3 separate regions of the Mus musculus genome follow, and all the other regions are linked to region 1. A link is a contact called in public Micro-C and promoter capture Hi-C data. All regions are on one chromosome and are shown on one strand. Each heading gives the region's core, a stretch centred on a gene start, on an enhancer-like site or on the middle of the called end of the contact. The rest is flanking DNA. Distances are from core to core; before and after follow the strand shown.

Region 1 (5,153 bases), core at 917-3,416:
CTGCTAGTCTGTTCTTTCTCTTTAGGGTGGTCACTTAAGACATTTGCTCTAGCTTGGAGCTGTAAGAGATGACTCTGGGGTGTTGACTGTGGGGATAAAAAGAGACTAACCTGGCTGGGTGGTGGTGGCTCACGCCTTTAAGTCACAGCACTCAGGATACAGAGGCAGACAGATGAGTTCAAGGCCAGCCTGGTCTACAGCCTGAGTTCCAGGTCAGCCAGGGCTACACAGAGGAAACCCTGTTTTGAAAAACAAACAAAACAACAATAACAACAAAAACAGGGTAAACAATGCTCAAGATGGCTGCGATTCATGAAAGGGACGATGCCTCTGGACAGTAGTTTACAGATGTTCTTCAGTGGCCTTATTAGGATGGAGGCCCTGGCCTGAAAATACATTATCTGACTCTCCTGTGACAAGAAACTCAGGGATGAAATGCAGGAAAATTTAGGTCCTTTGGTCAAAGATAATCTCACTGTGTTTCAGTACAGCTTCCCCGAGCTGTCCTTCTTGGTGAACTACTCATCCTTAAGATCTTTTTTATTTTATTTTATTTTATTTTGGTTTTTCGAGACAGGGTTTCTCTGTATAGCCCTGGCTGTCCTGGAGCTCATTTTGTAGACCAGGCTGGCCTCGAACTCAGAAATCCGCCTGCCTCTGCCTCCTGAGTGCTGGGATTAAAGGCGTGTGCCACCACGTCCGGCTCTTAAGATCTTTAAAAGGTTTGTTGTTGTTGTGTGTGTGTGTGTGTGGTTTTTTTTTGTTTTGTTTTGTTTTTGTTTTTTGAGATAGGTTCTGTGTAGCTCAGAAATTTGACTACAAATATCTCAAGTGACCAAGAATGATCTTCTCTGATGCAATTATCATCCATAACTTCTAAGACTCTCTGACCTCCAAGGAGATTGCAAGCTCTCTGAAGGCCTGGACAATATCGTTATTATCGTCGTAGCTTCATTTCTGAGCACCGCTAATGACCGGATAGATGAAAGACAATGCATCATCTAGTGTCAACTGCGGACTTGGAAATGTCTGTTGCCAAAGATCGTCTGCTTTGCCCTCCCAGTCTTTCTTTGCATGGTGCAGGGAAAAAGCTGAGGCTAATTTTTATTAAAACAATCTAGCCAGCAGCTTAGCTGCACCCTTACCCACATGCCTGTACTTAGAGACTCTACTCAGCACATGGTTGGGTTTATTTTGCTCTTCCATGGATAACGCCGAGAGCCAGAGAATGATGGGAAGATAATCGGTTCAGCCGCCAACATCGCATTTGAGAAAAGAGGGCAGACCGGGGGGAGGGGGAATGATGGTGTTTTGAATCCTCAGAAATCTTCCCCAAATAATAGGAAAGCCTTCAGTACAGCTCCGAATGTTTCCTCACTTCGAAGCCTCTTCCTCTTCTGAGATTAGGCCCAGTTGCCTGGACGGCTTCCTGTCAGGGCTTTCCCGACAAGGGTATTTAAAGTGAGAAAGAGGAAGAGAAAGTCGGAGACAGGGGCGAGGACCACCGCTGAGTCGGACTGGCTTCTGCTGGGAATTCAAGATGGGTCTCCAGGACTCAGGGAAGGGCGCTCGTTCATCTCCAACTCTTGCGTCTCCGCCTCTGCGGTTCTCTAGGGCTCCGCGGAGACTGATCTATCACCAATCAGCCTCAGAAGCGAAGAGAGAGTTTCTTTCCTAAGTGTCTCAAAAGCACAAACTTTGAGGAGACAACCGGGAGGGAGGACCGACGTGCAGGGGGCAGAGGCAGGAAGCAAGCAGGCAGGCAGGCGCAGGGAAGGCAGAGGAACGCCCGGCAGGCTGAGGCTAACCGGGGCGGACCGGGGTACACTCCCCAGCGCAGACACCGCCCGAGGCAGCAGAGCGGCAGGGCCTGCGCAGCGGTCGGCCTGGCCTCCGAGGCCCGCGGCCGCGCCCCGGAGGCGGGCCGGGGGCGGGGCAGCACCGGGCTGGGGCGCAGATGCCGAGAGCTTTGGCCCGGGCCTCCCCGCTTGGGCGGGCCGCGGCTGCTGAGGATCCCCCTAGACGCCGCCCGGGAGCCACGGCCCGGAGCCCAGCGCTCATTGGCGGCGCGGCGCGGTCTCCCCGCCCCCCGGCGTCCCCGCCCCCTCCGCCGCCGCCGCCGCCGCGGCTCGGCTCCGCCTCCTGGCCCGCCGGGAGCCGCCTCCGTCGCCGCCACAGCCTCCTTCGCCGCCGGTCCGGGCCCAGCCAGCGCCCGCCGCGCCGGAGTCGAGTCGCAGTCCGAGCCGCTGCCCGCGGCCCCGCCATGAGCGGAAGCGCCGCCGCCGCGGTCGCGGTCGCCGCCGCCGCCGCCGCCTCAGCCGCCGCCGCCGCGCACTTCCAGCCTCGGTCGTCGTCTCCCAGGCCGGGGCCCGCCGAGCTCGGGCCCCCCCGCCGCCCGCGCCCCCCGCCGCCCCCGCCGCCGCCCCGGCCCGAGCCCATCACCGCCGGCCGCCTTAGCCCTCCGGGCCACGGGCCTCTTCGGAGCGGGGCGCAGGGTGTCGGTGCCTGCGGCAGAGCGCCCGGAGCAGGTACGGGGTCTGCCGGCGAGGCGGGGCGGGGCGGGGCGGGCTGTGCGGGGAGGGGTGAGGGTCAGTCCGGGGCAAGGGGTCCCGCGGAGAGGGAGGAGCCTTGCCCGCCACAGCTTTGTCCAGCCCGGGAGACCCCGGGAGCCCTGCTCCTCCGCCGGGCAGAGCGCCTCACAAAGCGTTTTCGCACCCGCTGGGCAGCCCCTTCCTGCGGGGTGGGCAGGGCAGGACCTCGTGAGGAATCGGCTCTGCCGGGGAGGAAACTGAGGCTTACCGGGGGAAGTGACTTGCCCAAGGTCACAAAGCCAGCTAGAGTCGTGTCTTGGCTGAGAACCAGGGCCACCCTGGAGCTGGCGCGGGCCGTCAGCCGAGGGGGCTGGGAGGAGGAGGCAGAGTCCCCAGCCCCTGAGTCTGGAGTGGTAGGAAGAAGGGGGTTGGGGCCTGCGCCCTGGCACACCCACCAGGGTAGCTAACCTATGCTAAGCTGACCAGGACAGGTAGGAAGGAGAAACAGGAGCTGCCTCGGGAGCTTAGTGCCCTGGGGAGCCGATTTTGGGAGCTGGAGCGAGCAGGACTCCTGCCGGGGGCGGGGAGGGGGATGTGCTCCGAGAGGGTTTTATTGAGGTAGTGGAGTAGAGCTTTGGAAACTTGACTCGGGGACCGTTTGGCCCTCTCCAGGTCAGCCTTCTCACTACTGCATAGGCTAAGCCAGCCCAGCGGGAATGAAAGGGAAGGAGGCCTGTTTATACAGTGTCTTTTTCCAGGAAATTGCCCGAGTTTTGTTTATGCCCGGAACAGAAATACATAACTGGTCCTGGTAAAAGCATGCATGCGACAGAAGGCCATCCGAGCCTTTTCTAGATGGTCTGGACTTAACACACTTGGAGAATTCTCTGAGGAAGAGCAGCTGTCCTAGAAGGGGGAAGGAAGTTGGGAGGGTTAGGACAACTCACCCTCCTGCCTGCTTTACAATTCAGGAGGAATCCATTCTTACTTGGGGTGATTAGGCGAGTTGCTTTTACTCTGCGTGCATCTTAGAAAAGGCGAGGGGATAATAATTATTTCCAGAGGAGAAAGCAATGGAAGGATAGCAGGCAATGAGGAAAGATCAGTAGAAGCTGTGGAATGGGGAAAAAGAGAGGGTATGTAGTTATTGTGGGGGAAGGGAGATAAAGGGATTGCTGAAGGGGAGGGAGGAGAGCAGATAGCTTAGAGAAAAAGACTGGGATGCTTCCAAAAGGCAAGCAAAGCAAATAGGGTAAGTTTGAAGTGAGCCTCTTCAAGCTGAGCGCTGTCTACAATATAGAGTTTTCCTATGGGTCTGACATAATTTTGTGTGTGGTTTTTTTTTTTTTTTTTTTTTTTGGTTTTGTTTTGGTAAGGACAGTTGTAATATGTTATAGACTCATGCTGCCCTTAACTTCACCTACTTTCTTCATTCTCATCCCTAAGGATACAGACCCTAGAGTGCCTAAGGTATTGTCTTGAAAGTAAGGCTTGACAAAAGAAGGAAGAGAAAGACTAATTAGCAAGTGAATTAATTAAGGCCTTTTCTCCAGATTGATTCCTTAAAGTCAGCTGTTTCTTTACTGTCCTGCACTGTACCTGAGCTTTCTGTCTTGGGTGCTGTTGGAAGGCTGCTTTGGGGTTGTGGTCCCAGCACTAGGAAGACTGAGGGATTAAGAGTTTCAGGCCAGCTGGTCACCGCAGCAAGTGGGAAGCCTGGTCAATTTAGGAAAAATCCTAGGATTTTGTTACAGATTTGCATGTGTGTATGTGTGTGTGTGTGTGTGTGTGTGTGTGTATGTATGTATGTATGTATGTGTTTAAAGATTTATTTATTTATCTATTTATCTACTTATTTGTGTGTTTTCAAGATAGGGTTTTTCTAAGCCTTCCCTAGCTGTCCTGGACTTGCATTGTAGACTAGGCTGGCATCGAACTCACAGATCCACCTACCTCTGCCTCCTGAGTGGAAGGACTAAAAAGACTTGTGCTGCCACACCTGGTTAATAGGTTTATTTTGCATGTGTGAGCGTTTTGTCTGCAGGTGTTTATGTATGTGCATCACATGAAGGCCAGATTAGAGTGTCAGAAACTCTGGAAGTCCAGTTACAGGCTGTTGTGAGCCTTCATTTGGGTGCTAGGGTCTGAGCCTCGGCCCTTTTCAAGTGTAGCCAGTGATCATAACTGCTGAGCCTCAAAATCCTGTTTTGAAATGTAATAGAAGGGAGAGTGCTTGTCTAGTACCTTTCAGGCCCTGGGTTTTATTCCTAATAGTACAAACAAACTGTGACTATAAGAAACACATTTAGCATGTATTTCCACCTATATGTATATGTGTGTGTGTGTGTGTGTGTGTGTGTATGAACATTTATTTGTCAAAGACTTGTAATCAGACAAATGTAAATTGAACAGCAATATATGCTATTTCATTCCTGTCAGCCAGGCAGAACTTAAATGTTCTGGTGAGCATTAGTAAGATTGTAGAGAAATAATAAACTTCTGTTGCTTTGTTGTTGTGCTAAGGGTAGGACCCAGCCTCCTATATGCTAAGCAAGTCCTCTGTCACAGAACTATAGCTCTAGCCCTGTGGGAGATGGGAAATACTTTTAAAAACAGGGCCCC
Region 2 (5,153 bases), core at 675-3,174, 480 kb before region 1:
TCATATCAAAACACAGCTCAGAAGGAGAAGCCTGGCATAGGACTCAAAAGGAGACAGTCTACAAGGGCAGAGTATAAAACCCACACAAAATCAAACCACGCAGTACAGACAACAAAACCCACCCCAGAGCTAGACCTGAAAAAGCAGTTCCACAAAGAGGGGAGGAAAAAGCAAAACGCAAGAAACAAAAGATTCACGGATAATGGAAACTCTTAGGAAACAAACAACAAAACAAAACCCTAAATAGGAAGAAAAGAAAAGCCAACAACTCCAGCCCCAGCCCAGGGTGAACTGTCAATTCCGAAAGAGCTTTTGATCTCCAGGCGCAGGCAGGCCTCCCCTCCGCAGCGCTGCTTCCCGGCACCCGCGAGGCGGAAGGGCGGGAAGCGGGAGCAGAGGCCCGGACGCAGACGACAGTCTAAAGCTCCAGGACCGCCAAAAATCAAACCGCAGATGAGACCCGGACCCACAGGCTGCAGGGAGGGGTGGCACAGGGGACTACGCAGACTACTTGGTGGGGGTGGGGGACTCCCGGGAATCCACAGCCACGTTTCCAATTGTGGCGAAATCTGCTCAGTGAATTTGCGATGTCCGGTGCCCACTGACCCCTCCCCCTATCCTCGAACTCTAGGCTCTCTCCCCTAGGTTGCAGCCCAGCCTCGTGACCACCCCCCTCCAAAAAAAAAAAAATCAAACAAACACTCTCGGAGAGCGATTCACTTTCCGAAACTGCCATTGTCCAGTGGCCCTAGAGCGCTCACCCGCCCTGGAGAACCTTCCCCTGCGACCACCCCCGCAACGGGGCTCTATAGGCTTCTCGCGGCCAAACCCAGCCGCTTGGAATTCAGACTGGGGAGGGAGCAGAGTAGAGGAGGCTTGAGCTCGGACGGCAGGGAGCGAGGTTGGACACCACACCTTTACCTAGTTCCTCTGCAACCGATTTTCTCTCTGGAAAATCAAGTCTGGGAACTCGGGGATGCTACAAGGTCTCTTGGCCCGAGGGCAGTGGGATTCCATTTAGGGGCCTGGGTAAGGTGTCCAGAATTTTTGCCTGTTCTCCGAGCCTGCTAGGATGGTTCTGCTTGGCCCGGGTGCTCCAAAAGCAGAGGACCGGGTTTTATCAGCAGCTTTCCGCTGAACCTCTGGGCTCTGGGGTAAAAAGGGTCGAGTTCTAAAGGGGAGATCTGGGACCTGGTGGCTGAATGGGACCTAGATACTGTAGTGATCTGAAGCTGCCCTGGAAGATGAGCCCAGCAGACCTATGGAGGTTGCAATTGAGTTGGGGGTGGGGTAGTTGGGAACCCCGAGGGCGGGCGCCGCCCTAGGGGTGAATCTGAGGATGCTGGAGCATCCCCTGTGGTTGACAATTGTGCTAGTACAGGGTTCAAAACCACTTGCTTGGCAGAATTGTTCTTTCTTTAAAATAAAAAAATGGGCCTACTGGCCCTCACAAAGCAGAGTTTACATGTAGAGCAAAAGCGCACAGGGCCGCGACCCCCAGACACAGGTTTGGAAGCGGGTACGACCCTGTGACTCAGGTTCTCCTTCCCCTAGGCGCGCGACTAACGCCGGGCCGGGCGCAGTCTGAATCTTTCCTTCCCTGCCCCCAACCCCCTATAAAAGTCCAAGGCGGCACCGAGGCGGCATTGCTGCTCTCTGGGCCTCTTGCACACCTTCGGCCAGGCCTGGTCCGCCCCGTCTGGCACGCTGGGCAGGCCGCAGAGCTGACACCCTTTCCCTGGTTCTTGGCCCGCAGTGCGGGGCGGTGCGCCGGGGGCGCGACGTGTCTGGGGACATCTTGTGATGTTGGCGAGAACAGGACATGATCTCACATGGCGAGAAGCTCTTTAGTTCCTTAATCATTTCACGGTGCCTTCGGACGCTTTTTTTCCACCTAAAACGTTTAGTTTCAGCTCAGTGATCAGCTACCCCAGCTCGGCGGGGGAGCGGAAGGCTTCAATTATTCCGACTTGTGAGCGGGCCCCAGCACCAAAAAAAAGAAAGAAAGAAAGAAAGAAAGAAAGAAAGAAAGAAAGAAAGAAAGAAAGAAAGAAAGAAAGAGGAAAGGAAGAAAGAAAAAGAGGGAGAAAAGAAAATAAAACAAAGAAAGAAAAAAGAAAAGAAAAAAGAAAGAAAAGGAAAAAAGACACCCCAAAAAAAGTGGAAACTTTTCCTCGCTGTCCATTTCATCAAGTCCTGAAATATCGAAATGGATTTAGAGAAAAATTACCCGACTCCTCGGACCATCAGGACAGGTAGGAACACCGCGAAACGGGATTCATCCATGCTTACTCTGGGACACTACCCAGTGCTAGTATCCATGCTAATATCCATGCAAGAAGAAAGGTGTGTGTGTTTGTGTGTGTGTGTGTGTGTGTGTGTGTGTGTGTGTGTAGTTTTCTCAGGAAAAGGCCTGTCCTTCTACAGTGCGTTCACATGGTTTTCACTAGTCCGTCAAGGTGTCTTCAAGGAGGCCTGTTTTCTTTGGTTTTGTTTGATTCTGTTTCTGATACTTGTGTTGGTGTTAATCTGGAGATGTTCAAGTTTGGATCTGTGTGCTCACTTGAGGAGATCAATGTGTGCAGGAGTTTGTGTTACCCCAAATAGGTGTTCAGTTTGAGTTTGTACGCCTGTTGGCATCTTTACTAGCTTGTATCTTGCCTTGAGCATATTAGCATGTGTTTATGAGTTAGTGTTTGTGTGCGTTCTTTTTAAGACTCCAAGATGTGTGTTTGTGTAAATTCTGTGTATATAGTTTGATAAGCATCTCACTCACTGGACATCTACTGCTTAAGAGGTCTGGTCATCTCTATATCCCAAGTGATTTTGGAAGTAAGAAAGAGGTGGTTCTCTGACCCCTCCATTTTTGGATGTCAACAGCTGCCCAATGTGTACATACCAATACATACAAAAGTGCTTGTCTCTAGCACTGGTATAGCTCTGGGGCCTACTAGGGGTATAGTATACAACACATGTGCTGCCAGGCCTAAGTCTTATAATATTGAGAGATAGAATCAAAAGTGATGTGAATTCAGGGCAATTAAGCTCTCACTGTGCAGTGTGCACTGTCTCATTAGTGTAGTGTTGCATTTAGCATTTGTGTACAAGGGTCTCCTACAGCAAGCACAACTTTGGTAGGTAAGAACAGTCTGTGGACTACTGATGACATTTTGACAGTGTACACACACACACACACACACACACACACACACACTCCAATCCCTTGCCTTTAGGCTGTCACCTAGATTAGCCTCTGACATTGTGTGTGTATATATGTCACACTGTATGCTCAGGCTTTGTCCTGTGGGTGCTGCTCCAATGAAGGAGAGCACAAGTGGGTGGGTATGTGAGCCTAGCCTGGTCATTCAGCTGGGGTTACTGTATGTACACAGGCCTTCTTGGCACAGTGCCCCTGTGCCTCCCAGAGGCCCATGCAGTGGGTAGCAGGATATGTTTATGTTTGAGATGTGGCAGGGCAGTAGGCCTCTGTCTATGCTAAGACATAACATGGTATGCCATCCTGTTTTGCTCCTTAGACTCTTGGGCCAACCTGTACACTAACACTCTGAGCAATGGCAGGAAACCCACTTTTCTCATTTCTGGGTTATCTATGAGATCTCAGTTCTACTCAAGCCTTTGATAAAGTCAAGAAGATAAAACTTAGACCACCAACCCAGGGTGACTTCCTGGCATAGCTCTGGGTCCAGAAAAGCCATGATAGAAAAAAAAAAAAAACAAAACAAGTGAGAGCAGGAGCCAGAGGAACATCACTGTGGTGAGAGTTCAGAGGCAGAAACCAGGATCTCCATTCCCTTTCCATTCTTAACTCCCAGACAAGCTTCCTTTCTCTAAGTGGTGGGATGCCCAAAGGTTTCTGTGCCTGCCTGGGTTGTTTATTGTTGGGACCGGGATGGACGCCTGTGAGTCAAGAGAGGGGTCCGAGTGGCTGTCTCTCCGACAAGCTGTCTACTACGAAGAATGTAATTCATGGCGGTCGATGGGCTCTTTGATTAGTTCAATCGCCTGAATAATCATTTAATCAATAAAGCATTTCACTCTCCTGTGCTGTTAGACTGGGTGGGGCTTGTGTAGGGGAAATCCTAGGGAGGTTTGGAGCTTCAAATTCTAAGAGCCACGCCCCTTAATGATGAGTTAGGGTAAAAGCCACCTGCTTGGCTTTGGAAAAGGTAGTAGCTCAGGTGTGCCCTTTTGCTTGTCTTCCAAGTCCTGAGGTCCAGCCTAGGGAAAAGGAGGGAGAGGACTGAGGGGCTGTCCAGGCACTCAAAGGCCATCTAGGTCTACTTTCTGCCCTGAACTTGTAGGCCTTTCATGGGCCACCAAACTGTCCCTTCTTTCCTCCAGAGCCATCTAGCAGTCCTCCTGGAGTGTCTTTAAAGTTTAAAGCCCAGCATTAAGCAAGGCCAGCACACAGCAGGGAGGCACCTAAGAAGCTTCTTCCTCCTTTGGAAAAGAGGAGGCCCAGAAGGAGCTGACTTCTAATAAAACAAGACTGGCTCTAGAAGGGAGAGAAGAGCACTTCCCATGCCTGGGACAGCATCTCACAGAAGCTCTGGGAAACATTCCAGAGGTTGTTCTCTGGATTCCAGGTACAAGAAGCTGAGGCCTTAGGAGCAAGGACTATGCACTCTTTAAGCACAGAGAGACTGTCCTGGTGCAAGGGCAGACTAGTAGGGATGACAAGCCCCAACACAGCATGTGTGCACATCAAGAGAGACTTGGCTTAATATTCTCCTCCCCAGTGATTCCTGCAATATACCCAGACCAAGTAGGGCAGATTCTTGATCCACTTTCAAGGATCAGACAGGCATCTCTATGCCCCATTTGCTGTGCAATCACAGACCATTTGTTTTTCCTCTTCGATACTTTTTTTTATTTTTAAATTAAAGTTAAAAGGAACCCACCAGGTTAGAAGAGCAGTGCCCAGACACCTCAGATCCTTCCCAATTGAGCAACCAGTCTGAATCCCGAAAGGCCTTGTTTTATTGGAAGAAAGAGCAGTCAAATGGGCTGGAATTGAACTGCAAGAGTCAATCTCAGGTCAGAACTCCATGGCAGCACCAGCACTCAGAGGGTCTGGCTGTTCTGTAAGCGGGGACTGTTGGAGAGCAGGGAGCAGGGTAGGAATTGGGGAT
Region 3 (5,153 bases), core at 1,451-3,950, 360 kb after region 1:
CACAATTTAATAATTGTGCTCTCAGTTTCTGCTTCAGACCCTCTACAGACCCACAGTGGAAGCTTTTGTCCAGTACATTATCCAATGCCCTTTACATGGGAAGCCGGCACTATATGCTTCCCAGAACTTAGCACGAGGAGTGAGGCTCAATGTACAATCAAACTTGGAATTTCTCCTTTTATCAAACAGTGCAAACCATATGAAGCCAGAGATGTCTAAGAGATAGAAGGGCTACTGGAAATAACCAGCCCAGTGTGTTCCAAAGTGCTATAAAGAACGTTAAATAGCAAGCCTTTTGTTCTTTCCACAGCTGTTTTACTGAGATATAAATCACATCTTGTGAAGTTTACCCTTTTAAGGTGTATTAATTCAGTTATTTTCAGCATATTTGACTATATAACATTCCTATAAACCAAAAAGAAACTCTCACCCGGGAGTAATTTTCTAGTTTCTCAGCAAATGAATGTCTTTGTGAAAGGTCTCCATAGACCTTTTATTGTGAATTAATTCGATGGGCTACAACTGTAGTGTGCTTTATTCACCCACATCATACATACAAACATACACACATACATACATACATCTATCTTTTTCAAGACAGGGTTTCCTGGATGTCCTCCTGTCTGTAGCCTATGCTGACCTTGAATTCACAGAAATCCTCCTGCTTCTGCATCCTAAGTGCTGGGATTAAAGGCGTGCACCACCACAGCCTGGCCTACATTGTCTTATTTTTAATTGTCTTTCCTTTTCTGCTTCTCATTTTTTGTTTGTTTTTTTATTATTGAGACAGGGTATCACTCTGTGACCCAGGCTGGCCTGTGTATTGTGGCAATATTCCTGCCTTAGCCTTCCAGGAATTGCAGGTGTAAACCACTACACCTGGCTTGTCCAAATACATCTAAGAGCTAACCTTTTGGTGTCTGCTATTCTACATGCTATACATGGATACCTCAGTTAATCCTCTTAGTAAAATCTTGAACCAGAAGTACCCAACCTTCTTAAAGCTCTGACCGTTTAACACACCTCATGTGGTGGTGACCCTCCCTCAACCATAAATGCTTTCTTTGCTACTTCATGACTTAAATTTTGCTACTGTTATGAATCATAATCATCTCTGGGTCTTTGATGGTCTTAGGTGACACCTGTGAAAGGATCATCGGACCTCCCAAAAGGGGTGGCGTCCCACAAGTTGAGAACCATAGATGTAGACGGTACCATATATAAGAATGTGGATATTAAAGTAAAAAAAAAGATTAAGGCTAAGTAACTTACTGAAGTTTTCCTAAAAGCCCTACTCCACAACAGTGGGATAAGAAGGGGGTAACTAGTATTCTTTAGACATCTTTGGACTAACTAGAACACAGAGAGATAAGCTGGATTAGTCAAGAATTCACAGTATTCTTTCGTCCCTTTTCTATTGGTTTCCTTACTAGTTTATAGTTAAATTTAGAATTCAAATAATTAACTAATCCCAGGTTCCTGTCACAATCTTCTTCAAATGCCTTCCTTTAAAATAAATAAATAAATAAATAAATAAAGCATCAACCAAAACTCCTTAATTTTAACTTCTCAGGCTTTCTTGAAAACTTCCTTGAGACTGGGTATGTTTTTCCCCTGAGTGCCTCTCCCTGTAAGCAACACACTCCTCCGTTACTTTTGTTATAAAAATTCCATTCATCTTTCGATGGCTAGTATAGGTAGACACTCGGTTTTTCTCATCTTCTAGGTGAATGTCAACGTTCCTCTGTGCACATGCAGCCCCACCCGCATCTCTCCTCTGAACCTGTCTGCCTGAATTCAAACTGCTTAGCGCTCCTGTCTTCCACCACCTATCAGCCTGAGGTGTCCCGGGAAGCACGAGTTCGTGTCACATCCGAACGCTGAGCAAGCGCAGGAAGGACAATCCTAAGCGGTCAAGCTTTCCATCCATCTCTGGTGCAACTGCTTTAACAGAGCCCTAGAACACACCTCTCTCCCGAAGCCAAGCCGCCACGGGGTGATTTATCGATGTGTAGTCAACCCCCACCCCACCTTACCCCATCCCCCAGCCGGGTCTCAGACCCACGGTGCACCCGCCAGGCAACCTTGTGGACCCTATCAAAGTTCACCGCCACTCAGGCCAAGTCAGTCAAATTAACAAGTGACAACAACTGACTGGGCAGCAGCAGGGGAGCTGCACCTACGTATCCCTTCCGCCCAGCGGTGCTATCCGGAGCCCAGGCACCTCCCTGTTTTCTGACAGGGACCCTGGCCAGGGACCAGGGTCCGGCAGGGCAAGGGGCCCCTGTCTGGGAGGTGACAGAACAAGGCCTCGAACCCCAGTCACCACCCCAGGGTTCGCAAGATCTTCAGGGAGAAGAAGACGAGGGCGGAGAGCGGCCTCCGGGTCGGGCTCCAGCCCGGCGTTCCTGACCGCCGCCCGCGGGTCTGGGGGCACGCGCACCCCGCCCCCGGCTCCGCGCCATCTTGGAGCGCTGAGGCACTCCTCAGGACCGCCCCGATCGTGGCTCCCGCGGCTACTCACCCGCGCTGCCCGGGGCCAGGCCCCCCGTCACCTCCGCGACCCCCGCCGCGGCCAGCAGAAGTAGCAGCGCGCTGCGCGGGGAGGCCCGGACGCTCGCCATGTCCGGGCCGGGTGGGTCCGAAGCCGCGGGATGCTCGGACCCAGCCTGGCCGTAGCAACCCCTGGCACCAGGCCCCGCCCCCGGCGCCTTGGCTCTCTGGTGATTGGCTGCGGCTCGCTGAAGCCCCGCCCCGGCCGCTCAGAGTTTTCAAAACCTCCCGGGGGGCGGCAGCGCGCCCTGGACCCTGGCTCTTTGTTATGGGCCAGCTGTGTGTCGCCTTCGGACTCGGGCTCCCGGGCTGCGGTCTTCAAACGGGAAGTCAGAGGCTGGAGACCCCTGTGGAATGCCTCTGTCCCGTGTCGGGGCACATAGGGGGTGGGGAGCCCGCAGCTCAGGGGCGACTGGCCTGCCGAGATCACTCTGCAGGTCCGTCTGATTTGCAAGGGCTAAGTCAAAGCTGAACTGTAGGGCGTGCACCCCTAGTTGAATCCTCCAGAACACTCTTACTATCCTGTCCAAAGGCTGCCTCGACCTAAAGAAGGCGTGTTACCTGGCCTCCCCTCAAAGCCAAAGGGCTCTGCTGAGGGCACGGATTCACAGGCTGGCTTCGCTGTTAATACCTATTGCACTCAGAGAAAGGGTCAGGGCAGCCTGTATGACTAGACTTAGAGAGCCTTGAAATTCAGAATTGGTTCGAGAGGATTTGGAGATGAATCTTTGAGCAGCTACTCCGGAGAATGTTCCAGAGGACCTAGGAATCAAAGCGAATTCATTGTGGAGAAACGCCCCCCACCCCCCACCCCCCCCTTTTTCCTGGCTACCTGGCCCTTGAACAGATAGCTCGTCCAGTTTAGAGACTTGCTGTTCAGAAGTGAAGCCAATTGCTTATTTCCAGATTCCTCTATTCAGGTCACTAACAGCAGCTTTCTCCTGCGACAGATGGTAACTATGACTGTAATGAAAAGAACAAAGTCTTGACACCCTCCTCGAGTCCAGATTGTACACTACTCCCGACTAGCCCCGTGTCTGTGGGTGAGGACATTTTTACTTCTGAGCCTCCCCCCCACCCCAACCCTCATGCTGGCCTTCTTGATAAGATTAATGAACGTATTGTGTTTATTTACTTATTTTGAAGACAGGATCTCATACAGCTCAGGCTGACCTTGAGTTTACAATGAAGCCAAGGCTGGCCCTGATTTCCTGATCAAGCGCACAGGAACCCAGTCTCATATTGTATTTAGAATGTCTCAGACAGTGCTTGACCCAGTGAATAATTGAGATATCTGAACTCAGGCCATGGGGCTAACTGGCTGAACGTATTTCCCACTCTGCCCCTACTACTTTGTGCTTCTTCAAAACAACAGACTTTCTTTATTAAAAACACTGAGGACAAGCCGGGCGTGGTGGTGCATGCCTTTAATCCCAGCACTTGGGAGGCAGAGGCAGGTGAATTTCTGAGTTCAAGGCCAGCCTGGTCTACAAAGTGAGTTCCAGGACAGTCAGGGCTATACAGAGAAACCCTGTCAACAAAACAAAACACCACTGAGGACTGTATTACATCGTTTCTGCCCCACCCTCTTCCCTTATCAACTAAGGCTTTACTTTCTGGAACAGTTCTAGGCTCATAGCCCAGCTGAATGGACGGTACTAAAACATAAAGTGCCCCTCATATGCACAGCCTCTCTTACAACCAATGTCCACCACCTGGCACCTTTGTGACAATGGGCGTGCCCGAGCTGACACGCGGAGTCACTATTGGGAATGTGCTGTGACAAATGTATAGCGTTTATCTACCACTCTTCCTTTTAACTTTATTTAAAGTGTAGCTGTCAGGAAAAGTGTGTGGTTCACCTTGGAGCTCATACTATATTTCTGCCCTACAATGCTGGTGTGATCACGTGTCACTTAAAACGATCGATGCTTAGAGATCAATATGGTGCTTTTAGATAGACTTAATCACCAACTATTGGTTGTTCTGAAGCTCTTATTTTTTCAAATCCTATTTTTACTGATGACTCTTAAATGCTTTAACCTTCCTTGTAACCCATCACCCACCAGAGGTATTGGAAAAGAAAGGATACAGAGGAAGTGGACCTGTTTAGAAAGGTTCTTTGGAGCAACTCCCGTCTGTGTTGTCTAGGAATCGGCAGTTGAGTTCACAGGTTAGCAGGCAGCAATAGCTTGATCCACTCACAAACACTTCACAGATACACCAGCAGTCCAGTTTGGTAGAGCTGTGTCGGCAATTGCAGTGATAAGACCTAGCAGGGACAGTTGGGCCACAGCCTCTGCTGGAGTCAGCAGGAGGGACCAACAGGAACACCAGGAGAAGCTCTCAGCTGTGCCTCTCTCAGGGAGCCCCACAAGCATTGCACAGCTAGCTGTACCAGCAAGCCAAGCTCTGTCTCTGTCACTCTGTGGAATCTTATTTATACCCTCCAAACATCCCGTGTCCTCCACGTGGCCTTGCCTCACCACGGGCCTTGGAAGCGGCAAGAAGCTGCAGCACAGCACCAGAAGTTTTTTGGTGCATTTCTATGACATCCCAGCAAATGCAGCTCAGCTATGCAATGTAAGGTGGACCAATGC

Evidence for each region. A called contact is a pair of places that touch in the nucleus more often than the background predicts. Capture Hi-C pulls out chosen DNA fragments and counts their contacts.
Region 2: a Micro-C map of embryonic stem cells shows a contact between it and region 1, with 2.9 times the contacts expected there. The contact joins the promoter of Pax5 here to the promoter of Rnf38 in region 1. A contact is called at or near these places in 3 of 484 Hi-C or Micro-C datasets (embryonic stem cells and pre-megakaryocyte-erythroid progenitors) and 1 of 115 datasets of contacts at active chromatin or transcription factors (embryonic stem cells).
Region 3: a contact with region 1 is called in a promoter capture Hi-C map of liver. The contact joins the promoter of Reck here to the promoter of Rnf38 in region 1. A contact is called at or near these places in 1 of 39 promoter capture datasets (pre-B cells) and 1 of 9 other capture datasets (liver).

Annotation. Positions count from the first base shown.
Region 1 is chr4:44,230,918-44,236,070 of GRCm38.p6, reverse strand. It overlaps Rnf38 (ring finger protein 38), which reads left to right and starts at 2,166. Exons shown (of 12, transcript NM_001379580.1): 1 at 2,166-2,528. The coding sequence starts at 2,264.
Region 2 is chr4:44,707,465-44,712,617 of GRCm38.p6, reverse strand. Pax5 (paired box 5) reads left to right here and starts at 1,924. Exons shown (of 10, transcript NM_008782.3): 1 at 1,924-2,255. The coding sequence starts at 2,210. RefSeq lists a promoter at 1-1,692.
Region 3 is chr4:43,873,077-43,878,229 of GRCm38.p6, reverse strand. It overlaps Reck (reversion-inducing-cysteine-rich protein with kazal motifs), which reads right to left and starts at 2,700. Exons shown (of 21, transcript NM_016678.2): 1 at 2,525-2,700. The coding sequence starts at 2,624.